Linked DNA regions of Mus musculus: region 2 is linked to region 1. Evidence: chromatin contacts called from public Hi-C data. All regions are on one chromosome and are shown on one strand. The core of a region is the stretch at or near the end of the contact, and the rest is flanking DNA. Distances in the headings are between cores, read along the strand shown.

Region 1 (7,623 bases), core at 1,510-4,009:
GCAAAAGCCAGAGGCCTTGTACCAGATCAACATAACAGATCAACAACTCATTACAATGAATGTTTGCAAGCATGGGCAAAAAGAGTATACTGTGAGACACAGTGTGACATACTCCAGCTGCCACATGAATTTTTTTCTCTCTTAGTGGGGGTGGCAAGGGTAGAGGGAGGAGAAGAGAGGAGAGGGAGATGAGTAGGACTAGGAAGTACAATGTGAAATACACAAGGAACCTGTAATACATGAATGAGTGAATGAATGAATGAATGAATGAATGATGGGAAGGGAGAGAGAGAGAGAGAGAGAGAGAGAGAGAGAGAGAGAGAGAGAGAGACTTAAGCCCCAAGTTGCCACTTTGGGACAGACTATTTCACCATCCCACATGATGTTGGATATTAATACTGGAGAACTTAACATTTACTAGAATTTTTTCTATTGAAGGAATAAGAAATTATAAGGAATGGGAAACTAGAAAAATTACTATTTTGCAAGCTGCAGTGGGTAGCTGACTCAGACAAGGAACATCAATGGATGTCAGAGTCGTTGGGCAAAGCACTGTTCAAATCAGGGTGTGTTCCCTTTACCAAAGCACTACCCCACAAGAGCTTGATAACAACATGGAAAACGTTCCACCTACAAAGGAAAGAGGTGGTGACTGTCACCTTAGTCCTATCATCAAACCTCATTGTTTTAGTCACTGTTGTGCAGAGGCAACATGAAATGGGATCTGCTGAGGTGATGCGGTGGGAAGGGCATGGGTGTCTGTGATGGATTTTCTTCAAAACATGTTTACCTCAATATCTCTCAATTTACTTTATAGAAAACATAGTGGAGAAAGACTGGCCTTTCCAAATGACATTGTGGCTTTTGCTATAAACTCCTGTTCTCTGAATGGCCCCAAAATGTCCTCAGTTTTCAGTCTGCCCTGTGCTCTCTTTGGAAGGCAAGAGATAATGTTTTCTGAGCTCTTTAAAAGTTGACCATGAAAAACTTGCTGATTTAATGCAAGTTTCTTTAGCATTTCTCTAAAGAAAATAAAATCAGTGGTCTAGAAGTCTTGTTTAATAGACAGGTGCTTTTAGAACTGACTTATCTGCTAAACTGTTTTTCTGGTATGAAATTTAGAGTGCCTTGGAAAACAGCTTTCAATGAAAATGTATTTCTCTCTTGACTAATTTGACCTATTTGTTTCAGAGGTAGCCTAGTAGAAAGATAAAAACATTAGGGTTTTTTTTTCCTGAGTTCAAAGATAGATTTGTGGCATCTAGGGAAAAAGCTTAGAGACCATCACCAATACTCTGCTCCATTTCTTCACTGATTGAGTCTGTTGGCTACAGGAATGCCATTCATGTTGTTCTCTCAAGTACATGAGTAGAATCGGATGCAGAGTAGGCTCTGTAGGTGGTAGAGTGGAGGACTAAGCAAAATACTGTATATGAAAACTCTTTGGAAATTTGGAAGATCCTCCCAAATTCTGCCCCTTTGTTTGCTTATTAGTGGTTGGTCTTGAATGACCTTGTGTGTGGCAGCATTTCTGTAGACTCTACAGTGTAGCTGTTTCCCTATATCTATCTATCTATCTATCTATCTATCTATCTATCTATCTATCTATCTATCTATCTACCTACCTACCTACCTACCTACCTACCTACCTACTTACCTACCTACCTACCTATCTATCTACATTAGAGACCAGGAAGAAGATAGTGTTAAAGGGTTAATTTTACTGAAATTGTAGATTGGTTTTGGTTACAGCAGCTACACTATACATTCCTCAACTTGTCCAATTAAAGAACCTGGCAAGTGTTTTGATATCTGACAGCTCTGCTGTCAAGCAATTCTGTTCTACAATTAATCAAGCTGTAGCCATTTCCCCAACCACTGCCGTAATATAATGGCATCATTGTATGTGCAAGCACAATATACTTGTATACTGTTTAAAAGGCAGCAAAGCAAATGAACACTACAAATTCACTACGCCGTACATGCAGTTGTATCATCAAGATTTACTGTTGAACTCATGCTGTTTTAATGCTTTACTGTGTCTGACTGAGCTCAGATATCGCTATTTAGGTGCTGGTTGCTGGTTTCCGATTTCCGAAATTGAGATTCTGCCTTCTTTGGGATGTTTTCAGCTTTGTCTGGATAACACTGTACCAATGGCTCGAATCCTTTAATGATTGGATGTCAGCTCCTGGGTTTTGATTGCTGTTTTGTCTGGATCAGTGTTAGACACAACTGCAGGTCCTACTCCCCTTCGTCCCCCTCCCAGTGACTTCCTGCTGCAAATGAGTTTGCCACAAATCACGATGCCTGCAACAAGCATCTCTGGGAAGCTGTTCCATTTCTCCTTGGCAACTTGCCACTTTGTGCCTTTACTTGTAACACTGAAATGCCTGAATTTACCAAAGGACTTGGCTTCTCTGTGAAATTAACTATTTCATGGGAGTCTTTCTCTTCTACCAGAAGTATGTGTTTCTCCTAGGCACTTACTAGGTAGGCATGTTGGTCAGCTTTGACCAAACAAACAAGTGCCATTTTTCATTGATATCATTTCCTGTTTATAGATCTAATCTGATAAGCAGTCAAATTACAAGTTAGCAGAAAGGTCATCTAGAAATTACAAATGAAATGGTCAAAATGTATTTGAAAAGTAGATCTGATCCCTTGCTTCAGGAGGCAATTAGGACTCCTTACACGGATGGCATTTGGTGATGTTCAGATGTATGGACATCCTCGTGTAACTGGCATTGCTGATACCATCTGGAAGATGGGACAAGAATGCTGTGAGTCATGGCTGAATTGCTCCCGGAGAATGTGATACATACAACTTCATCCGTAGGGTGAAGAAGGATCATCAGCTGAAAAGTGCAATTTATGTACACACTGACAAATGCCACCGTGAGTCTCTTGTCACTTAGGGAAGCGAGTGAATAAATATAACCAGACTGCTGCATTCAGTGGATGTGGGATGTGGGGTGTGTGTGTGTGTGTGTGTGTGTGTGTGTGTGTGTGTGTGTGTGTGTGTGTGCCAAGCCCAGGATGAACTATGAAGCAAATCAGGATTTGCAAGTTTCTCCTTTGTTTCTTCCACTGACTCATGATCTGATCTCCATGCTGTTCCGAGGTTTTGGTTTGTAATAAAACCAATTACTTTTTATATTCTTTTGTCAAAGTTTTAATTAGCATACAAAATGCCATGGTGGCATTTTCAAATGAAGTTGTTTGGTTGATTCGGATTCGGCTTTTCTTCCTGTCTTGCTGCTCCCACACACATACTCGTACCCCCACCCCCACCCCAAGCCCAGGAGCCTCCTGCTTTCTCACCGCATGTGTCTGAGTCCTCACCTGTCTCCCCAGCACTTTGTTTCTGGTTTCGGTGGCCTATAGCCACATCCATACTTACATACATGCACAAAAACATTAAAGTCTAGGATCCATGTGTGAGAGAGCATGTGCCGTTTCTGTTCCTGAGTTTGGATCACTTCTCTTAATATAACCCTTTCCAGCTTCACTCACTTGCCTGAATTTCCATTTTGCCTTATAGCTGAATAAAATTCCATTCCGTGCATGGACCACATTTTCATCATCCATTCTTCTGCTGAATGGTCATCCATGTGTGTTTCATTTCCCTACCACTGTGGGTATGCAGCTGTAAGCGCCAACGTATGAGATCTCTGTGGCAGAATATAGAGCCCTTTGGGTGCATGCCTAGGAGTGGTATAGCTGAGTCATTTAGTAGCACTCTGTTTAACTTTTAAAAAGATTTTATTTTAATCACATATAGATGTGTGTGGATGTGTATATTATGCAGGTGACTATAGAGACCAGAAGGTAATGTCAGATTTCCTGTGATCAGCCTCATATGGATGGTGGGAATTGAACCCAGGTCCTCTGGAAGAGCAACCAGTGCTCTTAAGTGCTGAGCCATCCATCCAGCCCTGTCTGGGTTTAGTTTTTTGAGAAATCTCCACATTGATTTCCATAATAGCTGTCCTAGTTCACCTTACTCCTCTTTCCCTACATCCTCGCCAGCATTTTAGCCATCTACTTTCTTGACAATGGCCATTCTGACTAGGGAGAGGTTGGGTTTTAATGTAAAAGCATGACACATGTGTCACAGAATGTGAGTTACAGATTGTTGGCACTGTGTCAGGAGCAAACGAGCTGGGTTTCATACAGCAGTCTGGCCTGGCCATAGACCTAATAGGGCTTGGTAGCCTCAGGACCTGATGGGTCTGCATGAGGATTCTTACTACGCTCTGATCTCTTCCCACATGTGCACATCTGCTTCACATCCTGTGTGTAAGCACTTCAAAACCTGGTGCTTCGCTAGACTGACTTATTACTAAAGCGTTAAGAAGTGAGATCACCCCACATTTTGTTCTGTTTTCTAGGAACAAAGATTGTTTTTTAATCATTGTCCCCTCCCAATGAATCCTTTCTGTCACAGAATTTTGACTCATGATTACTGTACTCTTCAGCCATGGAACAAGACATTGAAAAAGTTGTGTCAAGTATCAAGTTTACACACACAGCATCCTCTGATGTGCTAATCAACATATCTAGTCACTTATCGTCAGTCAGAGCCTAGGTGTGCTTTTTAACTATCCAATCAGAGCAGAGGTTGAAATTGGGCTTTTTGCATTTAAATCAATAATCAAGAAATGATTTCACCCAAAGGAGGTAAAACATAACTTAATGCTAGTCACTTGGCTTCTTGGACTCTAAGCTTCTCACCTGTAACATAAGGTCTAAGGCCCACCTTCTCAGATCTGCCTCTTTGGGGAACTGTCCTTTGTGCTGGTCACCTTGAAGCAGATTACACATGTCACTGTGTAAAACACTCCATCCTGAAAGCTAATGGAAATTTAAGATCAGCTGCTTAGTCACTGAAGTTTTTGAGCTTGCACAGAAAGTGTCCTGTTTGTTTGTTAATTAGAAAAAGTGTATCAGTAAGAGTTGAAAAAATTCTTTTTTAAAACGCAATCACATGGATTGTGGAGATGGTTTATGGACAAAGTCCTTGGCATTGAAACATGAGGACTAGAGGTTGGATCTCTCACACTCAAATGCTGGCTGGCTGTGGAAAGTTGCCTATAATCTCAGTGCATGGGATGTGGAGACAGGGATCCACAGAACAAGCTGGCTAACTAGACTAGCGGAATTGATGAGCTCTCCATTCAAGTGAAGAACCCCACTTTAATATGTAGGATGGAAATGTCCAACATCCACCTTAGGCCTCTATGCACATGCTCACATTGCGTACACACACACACACCCATCTGCTCACACATATGTGGGTATGCATGCAAAAATTGTCAAGAAAGGGGAAAAGCTAGAATGCATCAGACTTTCCCCTAATATAATCAAGAATGAAAACAATTAGAAAGCTAACACATTCTCAAACAGTGTTATACAATATCACATCCATTTCTATACTGTCCAAATCATCTTAAGTTTTGGCAAAGTGGAAAGATGCTGCTATAAACAGAACAAGAGAAACAAAACTCTTAAATTGTTTAAATGTTTCTGAACCCAGCAATTTCAAGCTCCCTGTTTCTCATGCCTACTCACAGACTGAAAACCATTCTGTATTTCTCTCGCCAATATAAGAATGTAACCAGACATGCTACCCTCCTAAGAAAAGATACAGGTTCTACTGACTCACAGGTTCCCCTGTGCCCAGTGGCCTTGACAGTGCCTAATCGGAGACGTTGCCTGCCATTGTACTTTTGCTAAAAGTGTCCCTCTACATGTGCCACAAAGATTTGTGAAAATGAAAACTCTTTAATAGATGTCATCCTGTTTAAACAAACTTTATTGAGTTCTACAATCAGAAGAATCTTGCAGACACAAGCAGGTAGTATGGGATAGCCCATGTCTTTAGAGAGCATAGTATTTTGTAAGCAGGATAGGATAACCCATATATAGCTTTGTGTTTTTCTTTAGATTCTAAGATGCAAAAAAAAAAAACCCTAACCAAAAATATATTAAAATCTCTGACACAAAAATATTATTTCCTTAATTGAATTAGGTGGGAAAGATGACCTATCAAAATACTTACCAATTTTTTTAAACTTTCCATTGACTCTTTGTGAATTTCCCATCATGCACCCCATCCCACTCATCCTCCCCATCCCAGTGTATCTGCCCCCTGCCCTTGCAACCTCCCCCACAAAAGAAAATAAAAAAATAAAAAAAACAACAAAAAAAATCTTGTTGTGGAAGCTGCAGTGTGTCACAGTGTGTCACAATGTGTCATATGGTACACCCTTTTGCTCCAACAGTTTTACTTGCACATATTCATTGCAATGAGTCATTGGACTGGTTCCAGGCCTCTGGCTTCTAATACACCATCAATACTGGATCCTCAGTGAGAGTCTTCTTGGATAGCCTGTTGTAGCCCTGTGTCGTGGAGATTCCATAGCTCTGATTCTGCAGGCCCTGCCCCTTTATGTTGTCTAGCAGTTCATAGAGGGTGGGGGTGGGCTAACTCAAAGACACGGATCTGGGTCTGGGTGGTAGTGAGCTAGTCAGCCCAATTTTTTAAGACTCAGCCAGGTGTGGTAGCACATGCCTTTAATACCAGCACTGGTAAGGCAGAAGCAAGGAGATATATGAGTTCAAGGCCAGCCTGGTCTACAGAGTGAGTTCCAGGACAGCCAGGGTTACACAGAGAAACCCAATCTTGGAAATAAACAAATAGCAAACAACCCCCCTTCTGAAAGACTCCTGGCGAGAACCAGGCTCTTAAATATCTGTGAAGCAGTAAGCCAATGGGAAAGGGCTGGAGAAAAAGATGTATAAATATCCAGGTGGCTCTAATGAAAATTGGTAATAAAAGAGGGATAAGATATGTTTCAATATATAAAATAATGTATGTAACTGTTGAGTCCTTATGAAGGTATTATCAGAAAAAAGTAACTATTTTATTTGCAAGACTATGTATGAGGGAGGTAATATGAAGAGTAATTATCTAAATTCAAACACTCCACTGCGTTTGTGTTGACTTTTATAGTATATTTATTTTTATTTTAATACCATTAAGATGCACTTTAGTAAGATAGACATAGAAACCTTCTAACTCCCTTACATGGGGTGTTTTTTTAATCATTATTTAAACAAAACCCTTATCTCCATTAACACCCGAGTATTCTTCTAGATAGTTCTTTAAGCAGTAGTTCCCGTGAATATTTTGCAAAATGGTGATTACTCTGACTGAGAAGTCATAGAACTGAATCCTCCACGTTTATAGACCGACTCCTGCCATCTAAATGATCAACGTGCAGAGAGCATTGAAACCAGCAACTCCCACCAGACTCTCTCTCTACCTCTCAGCAAGTCCCTCTACTGCCAGTTTCTCTGACTCTGCTATAGACCAGGTAGCCTGAGTGCTGACCTCATGCCCTGCCACTATCTATGGACTCAAAGGTTCCAGCAGCTCTTCCTTACAAGGCCACTGCTGTTGGTACGTAGACATCTGAAACCATCTAGCAGATTCACTCTGCAGGAGATTTACTTGATGCTCCCCTTCATCTTAGGAGGGGCTCCAAGTACATCATTTGTCTTTACTTACAGGTCAGAAACTCAGGGAAGCCTGCTTCTGCTCACAGGGAGAAAGTG
Region 2 (7,623 bases), core at 2,200-4,699, 92 kb after region 1:
AAGAACTCAATAAATATTTCAGTGACAAAATAGATCAATAAATGAATGGCTCTGCGTATAATGAATTCTGGTGATTTCTGGCAACTGTAGACCCTATTGAGCCAGGACGTCAGTGGGCATGTTGTATGCATGAAGTATGCCTTTTGTTTGCTTAAAATCCTTAGTCAAATCTTTGACACAGACCACAAAGGCTGGTGATTCAGAAACACTAAGCCAATGTTCACTGTGAACTCTAAAACAGAGGCGCAGCTGATGTTATTCTCAATGTATAAACTATTTCTTTGAGTATATTAAGTGTGAGGTTTGCCTATGGATATTGTTGAATTCCTAATTCTAGAATACACTTTAAGACACTGTTGTTTTGATAAAGAAGACTGCAGTGTAGACAGACCTCCCAAGAAGATAGAAAGCCTCAACTGGGGACCATGAGTTGCTCCAGGAAGAATCAAGATGTGGTGGAAAACAAAACAAAACAAAAGTTTTCTGTGTAGCATCTGCTGGTATTCATTAGAGCTTGTTTTGGTCAAGAGTCTGAGTTCATTTGTGTGATACTAGAACAGAATGGAAAGGTGTTAAAAGTAAATACAAACCCACAAACAGGCTTCATCTACACATTTCCACGGGCAGCAAGCTTACATTCACTAAGTTACACCACCATTATAGTTCAGACGTGGACTATTGTCTTTTCACTTTAAATTTTCAAGTGGGGGGGAAAAAGCCTTTTATCTAATCAGCGAGGGATGATTATGTTCCTAAGGTCTTGCTGGAATACAACCTTATATATTACAAGTATTGTGGGAAACTTACGAATAGCTTGGGTGGACAAGGAAGTCCTAGGCTAAACCTTCTCTCTTAAGAACATTGGAACACACATCCCTTCTGTGTGGCCAAATGGCTAACATTTGTTAGACTTCTATAGTCCTTGACCATTCCTTAGACACAAGCAATTTATATCCACTAAAGACAAAAAGAATAGTTTGCTCAAATGATATAGACTTGTTTCCAATGTTTTTGTTTGTTTTGTTTTTTGTTTGGTTGGTTTTGGTTTTTGTTTTGTTTTTTGTTTTTGTTTTTCATGAGGGTATAGTGCCTTAGGGAAGAACTATGACATCTTTTCCTTCATTAGTTCATGATTGATGGATGAAGTAGTGAAATATACATGCCATATTAATTAAGGTGCTGATGCAAGTATTTTTCAAGAATATGCCTTTAGGGGCTAGAGAGATGGCTCAATGGCTGAGAGGACTTGGTGCTCATCCAGAGTACCTCTGTTAGGTTCCCTATATACACTGCAGCTAACAGCCATCTGTAAGTCTAGGACCAAGGAATTCAACATCCTCCTCTGGTCTCCATGAGCACCAGGCTCACATGTGGTACAAATGCATGCACGTAGCCTAACCACTCACACACACCCAATGAAAATAAATATTTTGTTTAAAAAAACAAACAAACAAAAACAAAATCCTGTTGTATGGTTACAGACGCATGAGACTCTTCCAAATCTCTTTTTCATGATCTTCCTACAAGTGTGCTGAGCGGGATGAGTTGGAGAAGTCTTCTGTTTGGGATTTTGCTTTGAACTCTGTGTTTTGATTTAAGATTGGGTTAGGAAGCAGGGATGGCAGTGCTCTGCTGAAAGAACAGGGTGCTGTGTTTGCTAGATTGCAAGGATACCTTGGCATCTGTAAAGTCAGCCTGCTTTTTTTCTATATCCCATAGCACTTTAGTCTCTACCTGCAAGATACTCATCTGTCACATGAAATTATGGTAACCAAAGATAGCACTGAAACAATCTGAGGAGGAAAAAAAAAAGTCTGCCGTTATCTCACAGCAGGTATATTCGATGTTTTTCTCTTGGGCGAATTTGAGATAACATATATGAACATGGTTTCAAAGCTGTAAAGTGCTCCTTCAGTATGCTTTGTTGCCATTGCATGGTTGGGATGACGTTGGTCAAGAAAGAAGACTTGTGATTGAACCACAGTTTGGGGCTCCGGAGCTCACTTCTGATTTCAGATTTGAGATTTATTAATTTGCCACTTATTAATTATTCAAAGGCCATACTGTTCTTTCGTTTTCCTTCTTCAATGTTATATCAGAACAAAGACTCATATAGGTTTAATGTAAAAATCAACATAGCCAGAAGTTAAACTTGGGGGCGGGCATTAATAGTAGGAGATATTTAAGGGTGTGCCTGAAATTCAAGGACATTTTGCGTCATTATCAGACACAGAGAATGGAAGACACTCAGAGATTAAGTCCTGAGTAAAAATATAAAACTGGTCCCCTCTGGAAATCAGTCTGGTGGTTCCTCAGAAAATTGGACATAGTACTACAGGAGGATCCCGCAATACCTCTCCTGGGCATATATCCAGAAGATGTCCCAACCGGTAAGAAGAACACATGCTCCACTATGTTCATAGCAGCCTTTTTTATAATAGCCAGAAGCTGGAAAGAACCCAGATGCCCCTCAACAGAGGAATGGATACAGAAAATGTGGTACATTTACACAATGGAATACTACTCAGCTATTAAAAAAATGAATTTATGAAATTCCTAGGCAAATGGATGGACCTGGAGGGTATCATCCTGAGTGAAGTAACCCAATCACAAAGGAACTCACACAATATGTACTCACTGATAAGTGGATATTAGCCCAGAAACTTAGGATACCCAAGATATAAGATACAACTTGCCAAACGCATGAAATTCAAGAAGAATGAAGACCAAAGTGTGAACACTTTACCCTTTCTTAGAAATGGGAACAAAACACCCATAGAAGGAGTTACAGAGACAAAATTTGGAGCTGTGATGAAAGGATGGACCATCTAGTGATTGCCATATGCAGGGATCCATCCCATAATCAGCTTCCAAATGCTGACACCATTGCATACACTAGCAAGATTTTGCTGAAAGGACCCAGATATAGCTCTCTCTTGTGAGACTATGCCGGGGCCTAGCAAACACAGAAGTGGATGATCACAGTCAGCTATTGGATGGGTCACACGGCCCCTAATGGAGGAGCTAGAGAAATTACCCAAGGAGTTAAAGGGAACTGCAACCCTATAGGTGGAACAACAATATGAACTAACCAGTACCCGGGAGCTCTTGTCTTTAGCTGCATATGTATCAAAAGATGGCCTAGTTGGCCATCACTGCAAAGAGAGGCCCATTGGACTTGCAAACTTTATATGCCCCAGTACGGGGGAACGCCAGGGCCAAAAAGGGGGAGTGGGTGGGTAGGGGATTGGGGGGGGGTGGGTATGGGGGACCTTTGGGATAGCATTGAAAATGTAAACGAGGAAAATACCTAATTAAAAAATATATATATAGTCTTTATTATTCAATTTAAAAGAAAAAAAAACTGGTCCGAGTTTGTGCTTCTCCCAGCTGACCGCTAGATTACCTCTTTGAACCTCTCTCCACATCTGAAGGAGCCTGATTACAACCACAGCCTGATGGTTCAAGGGCCTCTAGTAGGCCCCACATGTGGTTAGCCCATCTAGAAGTTTACAACATTGATGGTCGCTTTATCTTTAGATTCTTAGGATCTTACAAAATGATGGTGTCTCTCAGTACGATGAGCAAAATTGATGTGTTTTGAGTGCTTACGTGTAAGGAACCAATGGGCTCGCTACATATGAGTACACACACACACATACACACACACACACACACACACACACACACACACACACACACACACACACACTTCACTTTGATTCTTTTCACTTTTCAAAACACCAGAGCAGACAAACCGATGCTAAAGAGGTAATCTGTACAGCAACCCCTCAGACTAGAAAGGAAGCTGGTACTGCCGTTTCGTTCCAGCCACACAGATAACATTCAAGCTCTTAATGGAATGAAAACACATTACTGTCTGAAAGGAGGGTGGTGGCAGGGATAATGACAGAGAGTCAGTTTCCCCTCCTGAGAATGTCCATGTTGGGAAGACATGGTCTGCTCAAGCCTGGCTCCTCTTTGCACCGTGAGTTAGAACGCACCGATTTTCCTAAGGATTCTCTGACCTCATGGAGTTGCTCCCAAACCCATGACTCACTCCACACGCCCTGCACATCTTTTGTCTCACCATCAACTCAGAGCAATTGGAAGAGACTCAGAGATTCAATTCTGAAAAACAAACCTCATCATAATGGGAAATCCAATTAGCTCTAGATACAGTAGCTGCATCGGAGAAGAAACCACTGTAATTCTGCCTTCTGCAAAAATGGTTTAGCCGTTCATTAGGTAGCCCGTCAAAAATTAAACAACGCCAATTCTTTTTTTCTTGTCCTGATATCTAGCATTATCTGGAGAATTATATTAGAAGACAGATTACTGATCTGCCTTGTAACTAGATGTAATTCCTGGAATCTTTGTTTTCCTTCCTGTTTTATCTTCTCTTGTATGTCTCAATGTGCGGGAAAGTAATTATCTCTGGGGAGGCCAGGCTGCACTCCTGTTCATCTGTTTGGGGAGGGTAAAAATGATGATGTAGATAATGTTGATATCATTTTTAGCTTTGCTAAGTGAAAAGTGATATTAAACAGCGATATTATCATGCTTACTCTCTCAGATGCTTTGTGAAAGAAATAAAAAGAAAAAGTGATTGTTATCTGCTTACAGGAAGGGAAGCTGAAACCACATGACTTGCTTAATGTCTCAAATGAGATTATTGGTAGAGGTAGAAGTAGAAACCCAGCTAAGTGTTCGGCCTCGGAACGAGGACTTGCCATGTTGGCGAAGCTGGCACTCCCTGGGTTTCTCTACACACCTTGGGGTTTTTATTATGACTTTTTACAGATTTGACTTAGTCACATTTGATAAAAATCAATGTCTTTACTACAGCATTATGAAGTATAGAAAGATGCCTGGGATGTAATTTCTGCCCTCAAATGGAATCAAAGGACATGATAAATACAAAACAGCAATAATAGCTAGCATATGACAGAGACAAGAAAATTGTGTTAAAGCCTTTTGCAAGTCAGTAAAATGTGTATGTGTCTGTACTCAGAGTATATGTGTGTAGCATGTTTAGACGATGTCTCCTTTGGTTGGTAGTAAAGGAAAATAAAGGGAAGTAATTAGAAAAGAGAAGGAGGAAGGATCTCCCTTCTTGTAGTTTTCTTGGAGTTAGCTTGTCTTGCCCCAAGGTAAGATTCACAGTCACGAGCTCCTCTGCGGCTTCTGTGGGTCTGCAGTACGATTCTGCAACCTGCAGCTTCAGAGTTGCACATTAGGGAACAGCTTGATGATCTCACCACTCCCCAGTTTCAACGAAGAGACAACTGACTTAGATATGGACAACGCAGGAGTCTACAGAAGATGAGCATCAACAGCTCTAGCAGGTTACCAGCAGGGGGCTGGAAAAGAAAAACAGAAAGAGAGATTTCCGTAAGCAACCAAGCTGGCCTTTGTACAGCCTAGGTGCACTTGGGCACAGGTCACCTGAGTGCCTCAAAAAAAATCAGACTGAGAGCACCCCCACACCAACTGTCTACTTCCTACATTTCCTCCGGCCCTCACGTTATGTGGCATTTGGGGCACAGCTGCTTTCATTTTGCATTTATGAATAATTTGAGACTATATTTAGGTATTTCCAGTCATTAGGTACCTACATTTCTGTATACAGCTTGAAGATTTTTATCTTTTTTTTTTCAGAATTCAAGAAATTTATGAGAAAGAAAGCTCTTAATATTAGGTCACTTAGTCAATTACCGCTTTTCCTGCCTAATGCAAGACTATTCCCTAAAGCCCTGTTTCTAGCTCTCTGTTGCCTATTTTTAAATGTACTAACTGATGGTGATTCTGCCACTTCACTCAGGAGACCATTATCCTGGCTCCCCATCCTGGGTGTCAAGGGGTTTTCCCTGGTAATTAGCTGCATCTTGCTATTTCTCCTCTTTCCCATTATCCCTAGTTATCCATTCCCTTGTAACAATATTATTTCTTTCACATTGGTTCTATATTTTTAGATACTTTCCACAATTCTGTAAGCCCCTCTAAAAAGGAGCTGAGAGTCTTAGTACCAGCCCGTATCTTAATTATTCACACTGCTACAGGATGAAGCTGGAGTTAATGGAATCAGCCACTGGGTTCTCCTGTTTCTAGCAATGTGCTGCATTAGCCTGTGCCTGCATCTCTGCTTGTCTGCATTGATTTTATCAGTCTTAGGTCATCTTCTTCCACCAAGCAACGACTCTTTAAGCATACTGTGTCTAGGTTATGTGAAAGTATACAAGAAACGGCCACTTTATTTTCTGAAAAATGAGAAGTGAGAATATACACTTTATTAAAGTTCTAGGTGTGTTAAGTGATATTGGGTATGCAAATAATTTAGTGACTATTCCAGTGTGCCCCAATGTAATAAAAGCAGGCAGTATATCTGTCCACCATATGAATAAAGATTTTGAATCCAAATAAATACCTTGCATTTGCAGCCTTATCACATGCTGTGTGTATGATCTTATCAACACACGCATTACATAATATTTCATGGTTTACATGAATGAACATTTCCTGAGGGAAGGCAGTATTTGGTCTTGTGCATCTCTAGTCCTAACGAGTCACACTTAAGTTGACCCTACTCCTCCAGTCTCAGTGGTGTCACCTATGAAAGGCAGTGAAACTATTCAGACAAACTGAGTCAGACACAGTTTCTGCCATGGCTCACACCTTCTTTGTCCATTTTGAATTTTAGCCATCACTGCAGATACCAGATGTGCTCAGGGAAAATCTGACGACATTTCACCTCCATTGTACCTTACAGAATACTGGCATCTCCTAAGGGACGTCTACAAGAGCCTGGTTTCAGGAGAGCAGACAACCATCTCCTAAGCAATAGCTCTCAGGGGAAATATTTGCTGATCGCAGCTGGGCAGTGGCATCTAATAGGGAGACGCCATTGTGGGACATTTTTAACATCCTATGGTGTGCAAGATAGCTTCTCAAAATAAAAGATTGGTCTGTCCCAAATGTGCTGGCTAGTTTTTGTTTTTTTTTTTTTTTGTTTTGTTTTGTTTTTTTAATGTCAACTTGATAGAAGCTAGGGTCATCTGAGGGAACCTCATTTGAGACAATGTCTCCATAAGATATGTCTGTAAGCAAGCCTGTAGGGCATGTTCTTAATTAGTGATTGATGTGTGAGAGCCTAGACCATGGTGGGTAGTAACACCTCTGAGCTGGCAATCCTGGGTTCTATAAGAAAGCAGGCTGAGCAACCCATGAATAGTAAGCCAGGAAGCATCATTTCTCCGTGGCCCCTGCATCAGCTCCTGCCTCCAGATTCCTGCCATGCTAGAGTTCCTGCCCTGAGTGCCTTCAATGATGAACAGTGATATGGAAGAGTAAGTGAAATAAACCCTTTGTTCCCCAAGTTGCTTTTGTCCATGAAGTTTCATCACAGCAATGGAAACCCTAACTAAAGCACTAAGACTAGCCCTTTTGTTTTAGCCAGAGCTCTGTTTACTGTCTTCAGACTCAACCCACCTAAAAGGTGGTTTTCTTGATCTCTAGTACACATTCTAGCTAGCTAACAGAACACTCTATTGGTTTATATCCTATGAAATAAGTGCTACATGGAAAGGACTACCTAGGTTATAACACTGCTAGGCATGATATACG

The links. Hi-C and Micro-C count contacts between places; a contact is called where the count stands out from the background.
Region 2: a Hi-C map of the N1E-115 cell line shows a contact between it and region 1, with 4 times the contacts expected there. The contact joins two enhancer-like sites. A contact is called at or near these places in 4 of 39 promoter capture datasets (cranial neural crest, epiblast stem cells and liver), 1 of 15 datasets of contacts at CTCF or cohesin (the NIH/3T3 cell line) and 3 of 484 Hi-C or Micro-C datasets (3T3-L1-derived adipocytes, the N1E-115 cell line and bone marrow-derived macrophages).

The regions. Positions count from the first base shown.
Region 1 is chr2:61,282,117-61,289,739 of GRCm38.p6, forward strand. No RefSeq gene overlaps it. Among named protein-coding and RNA genes, the nearest start is that of Gm26422, 5.6 kb to the left of the region's middle. Within about 2 kb of position 2,760, at least 17 of the 459 cell types and tissues checked have an H3K27ac peak or open chromatin away from gene starts, as enhancers often do. A contact at or near this core is called in the N1E-115 cell line, where this site is marked.
Region 2 is chr2:61,373,847-61,381,469 of GRCm38.p6, forward strand. No RefSeq gene overlaps it. Among named protein-coding and RNA genes, the nearest start is that of Gm39834, 7.1 kb to the left of the region's middle. Within about 2 kb of position 3,450, at least 11 of the 459 cell types and tissues checked have an H3K27ac peak or open chromatin away from gene starts, as enhancers often do. A contact at or near this core is called in the N1E-115 cell line, where this site is marked.